2 separate regions of the Mus musculus genome follow, and region 1 is linked to region 2. Evidence: chromatin contacts called from public promoter capture Hi-C data. All regions are on one chromosome and are shown on one strand. The core of a region is the stretch at or near the end of the contact, and the rest is flanking DNA. Distances in the headings are between cores, read along the strand shown. Region 1 holds the start of Cenpb (centromere protein B). Region 2 holds the start of Adam33 (a disintegrin and metallopeptidase domain 33).

The links. Capture Hi-C pulls out chosen DNA fragments and counts their contacts.
Region 1: a promoter capture Hi-C map of adipose tissue shows a contact between it and region 2. The contact joins the promoter of Cenpb here to the promoter of Adam33 in region 2. A contact is called at or near these places in 6 of 39 promoter capture datasets (the 3T3-L1 cell line, cranial neural crest, frontonasal cranial neural crest and 3 more), 8 of 484 Hi-C or Micro-C datasets (the G1E-ER4 cell line, Sertoli cells, bone marrow-derived macrophages and 4 more), 13 of 115 datasets of contacts at active chromatin or transcription factors (the 230-238 cell line, the NIH/3T3 cell line, bone marrow-derived macrophages and 6 more) and 5 of 9 other capture datasets (adipose tissue, embryonic stem cells, liver and 2 more).

The regions. Positions count from the first base shown.
Region 1 is chr2:131,176,456-131,182,112 of GRCm38.p6, forward strand. Cenpb (centromere protein B) reads right to left here and starts at 3,612. Exons shown (of 1, transcript NM_007682.3): 1 at 834-3,612. The coding sequence starts at 3,421. The coding sequence ends at 1,622.
Region 2 is chr2:131,062,161-131,068,378 of GRCm38.p6, forward strand. Adam33 (a disintegrin and metallopeptidase domain 33) reads right to left here and starts at 1,654. Exons shown (of 21, transcript NM_033615.3): 1 at 1,255-1,654. The coding sequence starts at 1,354. It also overlaps a transcript of Siglec1 not described here.

The sequences.
Region 1 (5,657 bases), core at 2,362-4,861, 120 kb after region 2:
AGAAATACAAGACTCAACCCTTCTGGCCCCCACCTAAGGCAAACAAGGCACAAAGGGGGACTTAGATATCCCCCACCCCTTTACATTCCACGGTAGGGAGAACTTGGTGGCTGGGCTATGTTGGGTTTGGGGATTTACCAGGGGTAATATGCCAGCAGTAGTCAAGGTGGGAAAACCGGTTTGGTACTACCCTGATCAGGCTTTTCCTTGGCTGGAACCTGAAGGCCTCAGAAAGGAAGAGCCATGAGGGGAGGGGCTGGGCACTGAAAGAAGGGCATGCCGCCTTCACCTTTGGACTGGAGTGGGGGGAGTGGCCTTGCACAGCGAGCTACCAATTCATGGGGCTGCAATTTGTTTCCCAGTAACTTTGCCTTCTGTTACTGTGCTGTGGCTAACAGGCTTGAAAATGTCCATCAAAGGCCGGAAGAACTCCCTCGTAGGGTAAGATAAGGGTGCCTTGTATGCACCTCCAGCTCCAACCTGGCTCACAGCCATCCCAAAGTTGTTCTTGTTCCTGCTGACTTTAGCTTTGGTGGGCTGGGTCATCAGGTGCATATGGGCTGACCTGCTCCCTATCTCCTACCCCACCCGGAGCTTCTCACTAACAAAGTTTAAGGCTAAGGTTCCTCAAGACTATCAAAAAGATGTAACACCCTCCTTCCCCAGAATTCTGTAACATTTAGATGTGGGTGTCACCGCCTGCCACTCACCCCAGTCACGTCCATCTACTCAAACCTTGCTTCCATGTCCCGCTAACGGCAAGAACCAAGGGGAATCGGGAAGGGATGTGTCCCCCAAGATAGACGCAAGCCCAGACCATGAAGGATGCATCCTTGGCTGTTAAAACATTCACTCCCACAAAAGGGGAGTGGACAGATTTATTGAATTCAAGCTGGGAAAGGAGCACCTGGGTGGCTGGACTCTGGGCCCAGCCCCAGGCCCCTCTGCCCAGGATGGGGGTCTGCAGAGGATGAGGCAGAGGCCTGTAGCTACCCAGATTGGAGGTGCCTGCTGTCACGCCCCTGGAGGGCCTCCTGGAAACCTCCAATCTGGAAAGAAAACCAAGGGCCAAAGACTGGGCCAGAGAAAGGGATCTGGGGAGGTGGAAAGCAGGCAGAGGCAGGCTCGGGAGCCCGCCCTAAGTTACACTGTGCTTCTTTTAGCCTAGAGATGCAGGAGGGGGGCTGCTAGTTTTGTGGGGGCCTAGGCTAGACCTTCCTCTGGAGCCCTTTCCAGAATGGCTTTGGGATCCCCCCACCAAAGACCTGGTTGGGTGGCAGGGGGAGAGGCACTCTCTGGCCAAGAGCTTCCAGGACCCAACCCTGGCTGCTGCTGTGATCTAGCCCACTGATGGCATGGTGTGGTAGCACCGGACAGCTCCCCACCCATCCAGTGCCCTGAGCCCAGGGACTAATGGGGAGGAAAGAGGATTCTGAGAAAGAGGCAACAGCAGTGAGGGGGACCTCAGCCCCTGGGCCTGTCTCAGAGCCTGGAGCCTGGAACCTGGCGAAGCGTTGCTGAAAGCCCTGGGCTTCTCCAGCCATCTCCAGCAGCTGCCCAGAGTTCTCTGCCTTGGGCAGGAGCAGCCCATCTGGGCTGGGGTACAGCTATGTCCAGCAGCTCAGCTTTGATGTCCAAGACCCCGAACTCCCGCCTGCCTGGCATGGTTCTTCCTAGTCACGTGGACCAGATCGTGTTCCAAATGAAGGATGTGACTCTGCACTCGGTCATCGATGGGGAAGGAGGTCAGGTACCTCTTGACCATGGCAAAGTAAGCCATGGCCTCCCCAAAGCTGGGCACAGGGACCTCATCACCATCCTCATCATCCTCCTCATCTTCATCCTCCTCATCCTCCTCTTCATCGTCCTCCTCTTCATCACTGTCTGAGTCAGAGTCCTCTCCTCCTTCCAGGAAATGGAGAGTGGGGAACTGGGCCTCTTCCTGGACACTATAACCCCCAAAACCACCACTGGCTTCCACTACTCCCTGGGCCCAGTCTTCAGCCTCTAAACCCTCAGAGGAACTTTCTTCCTCCTCTTCATCACTATCATCAACCTCACCTTCCTCTTCTACCTCTTCCTCTCCTTCCTCCTCTCCTTCCCCTCCTTCCTCCTCCCCTTCTTCTTCCTCTTCCTCCTCCTCTTCCCCTTCACCCTCCTCTTCCTCCTCCTCCTCTTCTTCCTCCTCCTCTTCCTCCTCTTCCTCTCCCTCACTCTTGAAGGAAGTGGTGATAGTGGCATTAAGGCCACCTCCAAAACCCGCCTCACGAAAGCAAGTTGCTATGTCCGAGGGCTCCACTGCCTGCCAGGCTGCAGCCACAAAGTGCAGGGCCTCCACAAGGCCCAGTTGCAAGCCTGAGGGATCCTGGCCCTCGAGTGCTGCCATGGCCTTGAGCAACATCGCCTGGCGGTAGTGGCCCTTCACCTGTTGGACCACTCCTCGCTCCAAAGGATGCACGGTGCCAGGAGGGAAGAAGGCCAGCTGCACGTGCCGCAGGCCCGAGGTGTCCAAGGACTGGGCAGCCAGACGGCCGGCCAGCAGAAGGACCCGACGAGATTCTGCTGCCATTCGAGTGTCCAGAGCTTTCAAGTACTTAGCCAGAGCCTGGGTGGTGACTCCACCCTTCGAGTTGGCAGTGTAGTCGCAGGGCAGACCACCTTGCCCTGCACGGGGCTTGGCAGATTTGCCTGCGACCAGTGGGGGAAGCTTCTCGCTGCCATCGGCGTTGGCGCACAGCAAAACGCTAAGGCGCTGGGTGGCCTGGCGCGCCGGTCCATCACCTCCCCAGAGCCCTGAGGCCTGGTCCGACAGAAAGTCGTACCACAGGCTGGTCTCGGTGGCGCTGAACACGTCCTGCGAGGCGTAGCCCTCAGCTACCGACGGCGGCTGCTCCTCCCTCGTGTGCCAGCCGGGTGTGCTCCCACCGCTGCCCTCGGAGGGCACCGTGGCTGGGCCGGCAGGTGCCGCTGGGGCCCGAGGGGCAGAGCTTCGCGCCCGAGAACGGGTCACGCCGCTGCAGGCCACTACACCGTGGCGCCTGCGGAAGCGATCCAGCCAGCCGTTGGAAGCAGTGAAGTCGTCCATGCCCAGCTCCTCCGCTATCCGCAGCGCCTTCTCTTTCAGGATGATGCCCTTGACCGGCAGCCCGGCGGCGCGGATCTGCTGGAACCAAGCGATGAGAAGCCCCTCCAGCTTGTCGTACGGGGACAGCTTGTTGGTCTTGCGGCAGGTGGAGGCCACTCCGTACTTGCGCTCCGACGCCAGGATGGCGCGCTTGTTCTTCAGGATGGTGCTCAGCGTGGACGGCGGGATGTTGAAGCGCCGCGCGATCTCGCCCTTGCGTAGGTCCGGGTTCTCCTCCACCTCCTGGATGATCCGCGACTTCTCCCGGAACGTCAGCTGCCGCCGCTTGGGGCCCATCCCGGCGCGCCCTCCGCCCCGGGGCCCGGCACCGCCGTCGCCGCCCCGGGGCGGGGGGCCCGGGCCCGCGGCGGGGGGGGCACCTGGTGGCCTCTCCGCGCGCCCCGCCCGAGACAAAGCGGCTCGCGGGGCGGCGGCGGGCGGTGGCGAGCGGCGCGGGCGGCAGGACGTGCCCAGCGGGGAGCGCGGCGCGGCGCGGGGCGGAGCGCGCGCGGGATCTCGCGGGAAGCGGGGGGACGCTGGGCGCCGCCTCCCGGACCCCGCGCCGCTGCCCGGACCCGCCGCCGGGGGCGCTGAGGCCCGGACTGTGCGCCTCGGCCACGCGCGGGAAAGGTCATCGGCAGAGACAAAACGCACTTAGGCACCTGGACAGATGCGCAGGGACCTTTTGGTGCTCTCCGGTCTGCTCTTTCCTCCAGAGGCGGCTAGCTGGCATCAGGCTGCTTAGACTGCGTTTTAATTGGTTGGCGTCAAGCGATTAGGATTTTTTGCTACGTGTAAATGCAATTGTCTGTATGCTTCTTTTTAAATAATTGTCTTTATGCATGTGAATGTCTGCCTGTGTGTAGGCGCTCCTGCATGCAGATGCCCAAGCAGACCAGAAGAGGGCTTCAGACAGGAGTAGGATTGCAGGTAATTATGAATTGCAACATGGGTGCTGGGATCCAAACCTCTTGAGAGCAGCCTGTGCACTTTAAGTGCTGCGCCTTTTTCTCAGACACCTAACATGAACTTTAATGGTGTATACTCTTCCAAATGTGAAAGAGCCAATCTATGGTTACGCAGTTATGTTATTGTAAAGACAACATAGCATTTAAATCCACTTGATGGTGTTAATGACATTTTAAAAATTCTAGCAATTTTTGTGATGGCGCATGCCTTAATCCCAGCATGAGGGAGACAGAGGTAGGTGGAGGTTGAGCCAAGCCTGGTCTCCAGGGCTGTTTGTTATGCAGAATACCACTTTCTTGAAAAACAAAAATAAACAAGATCTAGTAATTCAAATCCATAAACACTATTAACATCTGGGTGTTATTGGTTCCCCCCTCCCCATGCAAGTAGCCATATCTAAAACTACAAAAATGCGTATGTACATAAACATCTGTACAAATAAATCTTAAAACCTCCTCCTGCAGGACCAAACACGAAAGTGATGAACCCTTGAGGCAGTGCGCACAGTGCAGTGTTTTGCTTGCCTGTTTTCGTTTTGTTTGAGCAGAGTCTCATTATATAGCCTTGGCTGACCTGGAACTCTGTATTGACCTGTTATGGTCTGAAACTCATGGAGATTCTCCTGCTTTTGCCTCCCCAGTGTTGGGACTAAAGCATGTACCACCATACCAGACAACCCAAGAAACGAGAGAGAGAGAGAGAGAGAGAGAGAGAGAGAGAGAACTCTACAAAGACAAAACTCAAAACAAACAAGCAAAAGACCAGTAAAACAAACAAACAAACAAACAAATACCCAAAAAAGTCTACAAAAATACCATTGAGTTCATTTTGTGTTGACCAACTACACCTGGGCGTGGATCTGCCCTTGAGTGTGGTTGATATACTCTGACATTCCATGGGGAAAAAAACCCTGATTGTCCCTTTGCCAGTGGGTATCAGTTGCAGAGAGCATCTTGGTTTGGTATGGGACACTTTGTCCACTTTCCCTTTCAGTGCTGGGACCTGGTCTGCCTTGAACCTGTGCAGGCCATGTGCATACTGTGAGTTCATATGTGTATCAATCCTGTTGTGTGTGGAAGTCACTATTTCTGTGGAATCATCTCTCACCTCTGGCTCTTTTTTTTTTTTCCAAGATTTATTTTATGTATATGAGTACACTATAGCTGTCTTCAGACACACCAGAAGAGGGCATCAGATCCCATTACAGATGGTTATGAGCCACCATACGGTTTCTGAGAATAGAACTCAGGACCTCTGGAAGAGCAGTCAGTGCTCTTAACCACTGAGCCATCTCTCCAGCCCTCACTTCTGTCTCTTAAACATCATTTTACCTTCTTTTCTGCATAGACCCTTGAGCCCTTTGGTGAGGGTTTTGATAGGTTGCCATGTTTTAAAAAGTCTTGAAAGAGCAGCCTCCAGGATAACGGGCTGAGGAGCTGGGGTAGACAAAGCTTTAGGTCAAGAAACAAAGAGAACCAAGGATAGAGCCCTGGGAGCTTCTGGGTTAAGGGCTCTAGAACAACACACTTAGGAGAAACTGATAAAGACAGAATCAGAAATCAGG
Region 2 (6,218 bases), core at 404-2,903:
ACATGGTGCCTCATAACTATCTGTAACCCCAGCTCCAGGGGATCCGCCTCTCTCTTCCGGCCCCCAGGTTTTCCTGGTACCTCCGCGGTACACAGATGCATGTGCAGGCAAAACGCTCATATACATTTTCAAAATCTGAAATAGCAGCAGCTCCAGGAACCTCGTCCTTAAAGTCACATGTGCTTCGTAATTAGTGAGCCATGTGCAAGTGGGGATGTGCAAGTGTGGCTTTGGAATGGAGGCTGAAGAGAGAGAAGGGAGAGGAGGAGAAGGAAGGACAGAGAAGCCTTCCTGGAGGTTAAAGATCTCTCCGCCAAGAGAAGGCTTAACTGAGTATGGAGAACCAAGTCTTGCTGGCCTCGGATTACCAAGGGTGCAGGATAAGGATTCAGGTGTGAGTGTTCTCTGTGCAGCCCTGCAAGACAAGGAAGGAGGCAAGCTAGGAGTCCGGTGGACTAAAGTGGAAACTGAGGAAGCCAGTCTGCATTAGGAAACACAGAGGCTCTCTCTCCTCACCATTAACTATCCGCAGGCTAAAGGCAATACAGCTGTCAGTCAGCCCCCTCAGAAGCCTTACGGAAGCAGCAGTCAACAGATATGGGGTGGTTTCCAGACTGCCCAATATCCAGCCCTCAGCCCTTACTGCCTCCTCCCCGGTGGTCCTTCTGCCTTCTGGCCAGCCTAGTGCTTGCTATGTGGAGTTTGGAGATTCACCCTACAGGCTTGGAGATGCTAAGAGCCCTGTCGTCCCGGAGTAAGGAGAGGTTACAGTAGGAAGAGAAAGTGGTAGCCCCAGGCACGGCTAGGCAGACACCCCTGTTTGAAGAACTGCCACATAAGGCAACTGTATAAACACCATACACACTGCCCAGACCCAGCATGAGAAGAGGACGAGCCGAATGAGACAGCTAGGCCTGTGGGCAGACCAGGACTCCAAGGACCCCAGGTCCTTCCAGGAGCAGGGAGACACTCTGGCCTGGCAGTTTGGAAGTGCAGAAGCTTCCGGACAGAGCTGGGCAGCACTGAGGAAAGGGTAGTGTTGCCTATTTGCTTTGCTAAGTAAGTGTGGGCAAGTCTGCTCCAGGGCCAACCCTTACCAGGAGCACAGACCCTTCCCACATCCTGTCCTGGCCAGGTAGCCGAGGGTCGGGAACTCTATGTTCTGTAGTTGCACTGGAACCCATGACCACCACCACTTCACCCTGCCCTAGAGCCGCCCCCCCCCCCCCCCCCCCCCGCCGCCTGTATCCTCACCTGGAAACATCCGAGCGCTCCGCAGCGGACACGAGGGCAGCAACAGCGGCAGCAATAGCAGCACCGGAGACCCCCCGGGTCTCCCGCACCTCGAGCCCATGGCTGGGAGTGCCTTTCCCTCTCACTCTTGCTGTGCTGTTGGCTCCACCCCGGCTAGAGGGGGCCGCCTCCTCCCGCCCTCAGCGGGCCTCGCGCCACCTCACAGGAGCGCAGGAGTGTGGCCCTACCCTGGCCCGCAAAACAGGAGTCCGCGCTGCGGGAGCCAGGATGACCCTCCCTGGCGTTATCTGCAACAATCCTATCCACGCTGGCCAAGGGAGGCGAGGGCGGAAAGTCCGGGAAGGTTCTTAGAGAACCTCTCTGGTGCTGAATAGAGGCACTAGCTAAGTGATCCCCACAGCTGCTCTGTCTGCCTAGCACACATCTCTGGTCGCAGTCTCCCTAGTGACATCTGGATTCTCCTTTCTACCCAGGATCTGTCTACCTGCACCTAGTGTCCCACAGCAGTGAAGCTGTCCCACTGCAGCTGAGATGCATCTGGGTACCTAGGGGTCTTGTGGTGGCCGCGTTGCTGAAGTCTGTGGTTCCTGGTAAAGGCAATGCAGTGGTGGGCACAGGGCAGAGGAACAGCGATGGCCAGGACAGAATTGTTCTATACCACAGACCCCCAGGCATGAGGGACCCTTTCCCAAATTTTAAGGACATTGCTTTCGTGTTGAAAAGATCACTTCGTACACTTGGTATGATTTCGGATAGCAAGAGATTTAACTTTGAAATAAGATGATTAATAATTTCGTTCTGAGAATATGGAATGTAAAAGTTCCAACGGCAGAAGAAAAAACATTTATACGATTCGAACATCAAATGCTGGGATTAAAGGCGTGGTGGTGCACGCCTTTAATCCCAGCACTCGGGAGGCAGAGGCAGGCGGATTTCTGAGTTCGAGGCCAGCCTGGTCTACAAAGTGAGTTCCAGGACAGCCAGGGCTACACAGAGAAACCCAGTCTCGAAAAAACCAAAACCAAAAACAGAAAACCAGTATGATAGGTCAGGCAATTGGATCGAGACAGGACACTCAAGATAGCTAGCCTGTGCAATATAGAAAGAAGTCTCATGGAAGAGAGAGGGAAGGGAAGGAGGGGGGAGAGAGAGAGAGAGAGAGAGAGAGAGAGAGAGAGAGAGAGAGAGAGAATGAGAGCGAGAGAGCGAGCGCACCTCAGTTGATACAAGATTGGGGCCCTGAGTTCCATCCCCAGCATCCCATAAATTGGGTGTAGCAGCACACACCTGTATCCCAGCAGAGAGGCAAAAGACAAGTTCAAAGTCCTATATGGAAAAAGTGTGAGATCAGCCTGGAGACCTGGTGTGTGGCAGTGGGGTGAGGGGTGTCATCAAGGAGAAGGCTTAGTAAGTAAAGGACCTGCGTTGGTTCTTGAGTTCAAGTCTCCAGCAATCAGAGAAAGCCAGAACCATTGCACAAACTTGTAAGCCAAGTGTTGGACTGGACAGAGACAGGCAAATGTTTGAGGTCCAGGTTCAGTAAGAGACCCTATCTCAAAAAATCTGATGGAGAGTAACACTGGAAGAACTCAGAGTGAGTCACACATGCACACACAGGTGAATGTGTATACAAAGGGGGCAGGGAGGGAGAATGAGAGGAGACTGGGAGATATCTGTAGTTCATGTCTGTAATTCTAGCACTTCAGAGGCAGCTGGAGCTACACAGCAAGACCCCGTCTCAAAAACAAACCCAAGCCTGACAGTGGTGAGGTACACCTTTAAGCCCAGAGGCAGGAGAATCTCTGAGTTCAAGGGCAGCCTGAGTGAGTTCCAGGACAACCAGGGCTCCACAAAGAAACACTGTCTTGAAAAAAACCAAAACCAACCAAACAAAAAAGAATCAAAAACAACCACCACCACTACAACAAAGCAAACAAGGGAGAAGGTATAAAATGCTTAGGAGAGTCTTCCTTTAGTCTCCATCCTTTGGGTACTCCTTCCCCACAGAAAGCCACTACTACCAATTTCTTACATAAGCTGCTGTTTTAGACACAGGTTTTTTTTTTTTTTAAATATAGTAACATATTCATGTGTAGCTCATTTTTCTAGTGAGTGGTTGGTCCTTCTTTTAACAGTTTAAAGGACCTCTATGTTTAAAGGCGATTGGCCCTTGTCTGGAGTATGGGTTGTATTTTCCCAATTTGTGAGTTTTACCCAACCTATTGCCTATTACCTATGGCCATTTATTCTTGTCGATAAGTAGTTTCCAATTGTATGACTATGGTCACAGTGTTCCATGGACTCTTCTGCCGCTAGACAGCCCCTGGGTCTGAATTTGAGATGGTTACAAGGGTGATTGGCTCTGCTCCCTGGGTGCTGGGATTAAAGGCGTGCACCTCCACACCCAATTTGTTCTGTTTTGTAAGAAATGAGGTTTTATTGTGTTGCTCAGGCTGATCTCAGTCTCCTGGCCTCAAGGTATCCTCCCATGTCGATACACAGCACAAGGCGTAGGAAAAGTGGCAGATTTTTTTAAATTAAGTTTTCTTTCCAAAATATAGATTCAGAAATGTGAGATTTTCACAAAGTGAACCTGCTCACTTCCCTGGCTCTCGAATCTCCATTGTGGCTCCCGCCCATCCCTTTTGCCCACCAGTGGCTGTTGTATTGACTTCTATCCCATTCCTTAACTATACCTGTCCTTGGTCTTCGCTGTGAACTTGCTTGGGCTGAGAATCACCTTGTTCCGGGCACATCAGGTCAGTGAGGGTGTTTCCAGAGAGTTTTAACAGAGACCAGAAGACCCACTCCAAATGTGGGTGGCAATACCTGATGTTCTGTCATCCTGGACTGGGTAGGAAGAGGAAAGTAAGAAGCAAACGGCACCCCCACCTCTCTGTCTGCTTCCTCGCCGACACAAAGTGACCAGGGCCTCCCACTCCTGCCCCCTCAGCTAGAGACACTTGCTGCCATCTTTCCAACCACTCTGAGACTGTGCCTACTAACCGTGACCCAAAATAAATGTTTCCTTCCTTAAGGTTGCCTTTGTTAGCTCCTTTAATAGAGCGGTAGGACATGTAACTGCCACAGGCAGCCATCGCTGCCAGCCCCTCCCACTGACCGTCTGAGAACCACACTCAGCTGTAGGCACAGCTCTCATAGCTGTGTGGGCGTAGCTCTGTCTACTCGGTCATTCCCCTGCTGCCGAGCATTTATTGTTTTCAGTTCCTGGCTGATGGGTAGCACTGTTATGAACATCCTAGTACAAATCTCAGGGTGACACGCGCCTTCATTTTTCCTGAGAAAATGCCCAAGGATAAAATGCTAGGGCCAAGGGAAGAATATTTCACCATTAAGAGACACTGGTCAGGACTGGAAAGATGGCCCAGTGGTTAAGAGCACTGACTACTCTTCCAGAGGTCCTGAGTTCAATTCTCAGCAACCACATGGTGGCTCACAACCATCTGTAATGGGATCCAATGTCCTCTTCTGGTGTGTCTGAAGACAGTGACAGTGTACCTACATACATGAAATAAATAAATAAATATCTGAGAGAGACAGACAGACAGACACTGGCTAGTCATCTCACAATGTTCTCATGTTTAAAATATGATACCATTTGTATAAAGCAGAAACACAGGAAAAATAAAATCTGTGGTATTATATTTGATTTTTAAATTAACTTGATTAGTGAAGTTAGCAGCTACACTGGGCAGGGGTTGGGAGTGGGGTACTCTGAAGTGCTGGTATTTCTGGTTTTGTTTTTTGTTTGTTTGTTTTTTTATCTTATTTATATTACATAGAAAGCCATTTTGCTAATACACTTACCATGTGTATATATTGTGCTTGAATTACAGCTAAGTAATTATTTCTGAGGGGCTTTAGACTACTGAAGATTGGGCCCAATGAGCCCCACCCCAAGTAGTCTCCAACATCCCTCTTGGAAGTACTTGAGAGCAAAGATTCAAGTCACATGTCCCCAAACCCTCAGCAGCCACCACCCTTTAGGTGTGGCTTTTGCTCTCGGTCATCCTGGAACATCTTGCCATCTTTGGTTTGTTCTCTCCCTGTCTTGCCTCTGGTAGAGCTGGGTTTCTGTGCTTCTATTCAACCATGTACAAGAACCATGTGCCACCTGCCATGTGCCAAGCCTGTGCCAGTCCCTGTGAGCGAGCAGCCCACCCCGTGAGTTATCATGTGAGGAGCTATGAGGAGCAGGAAGGGGCCCGGATGACTTCAGCAGACAGTATGAAGCAAGCACTGTGCGATTTATGCTCCCTGGCCACATGCCCACAGATGGTGTCTGAGACACTAGCGTTTAATATTTGAATTCTCCACATTCTAGCCTAGACATTTTGGTTGCAAGAAGAAAATTGACTCCAGTTGTATCCTGGAATGAAATTTATTGGAGGAAAATACTGGACAGGCTCCCAGAGAAAATACGATATTCAGGCACAAAAAGAAATGGGGACTGAGGATCTGAAGTTCAAGGTCATCTGTAATGAGATTGAAGTCAGTTTGGGCTACATGGGACCTGGTCTAGGGGGAATGGGGAAGAGAAGGGAAGGGAAGGAAAGAAAGAAGGAAGAAAGAAGAAAAGGGAGGGAGGGAGGGAGGCAGGGAGGGAGGGAGGGAGGGAGGGAGGGAGGGAGGGAGGGAGGGAGGGAGGGAGGGAGGGAGAGACAAGAAGGAAGAAATTGGCCTAGAATGAGCAAGGCACAGCCTTGGCTACACAGTCACTCCTTTTCCAATTCATTCCCAACCTTCTACCTCCTACTGCAACCCCACTATTCTCCAGGTTCTCAACTCCAGGCCCTTTGTTCCTGGAGTTGAGAACATCTACCACAATCTTCAGCAGGAGTCTCCAAACTGCTGTAGATCTGGTTTCCCTCCATCCCTGACCTCCCAGGACTACGTCATTCTTTCTTGTTAGTACTCGTGTTTTAACAGACACTGGGGCTTGA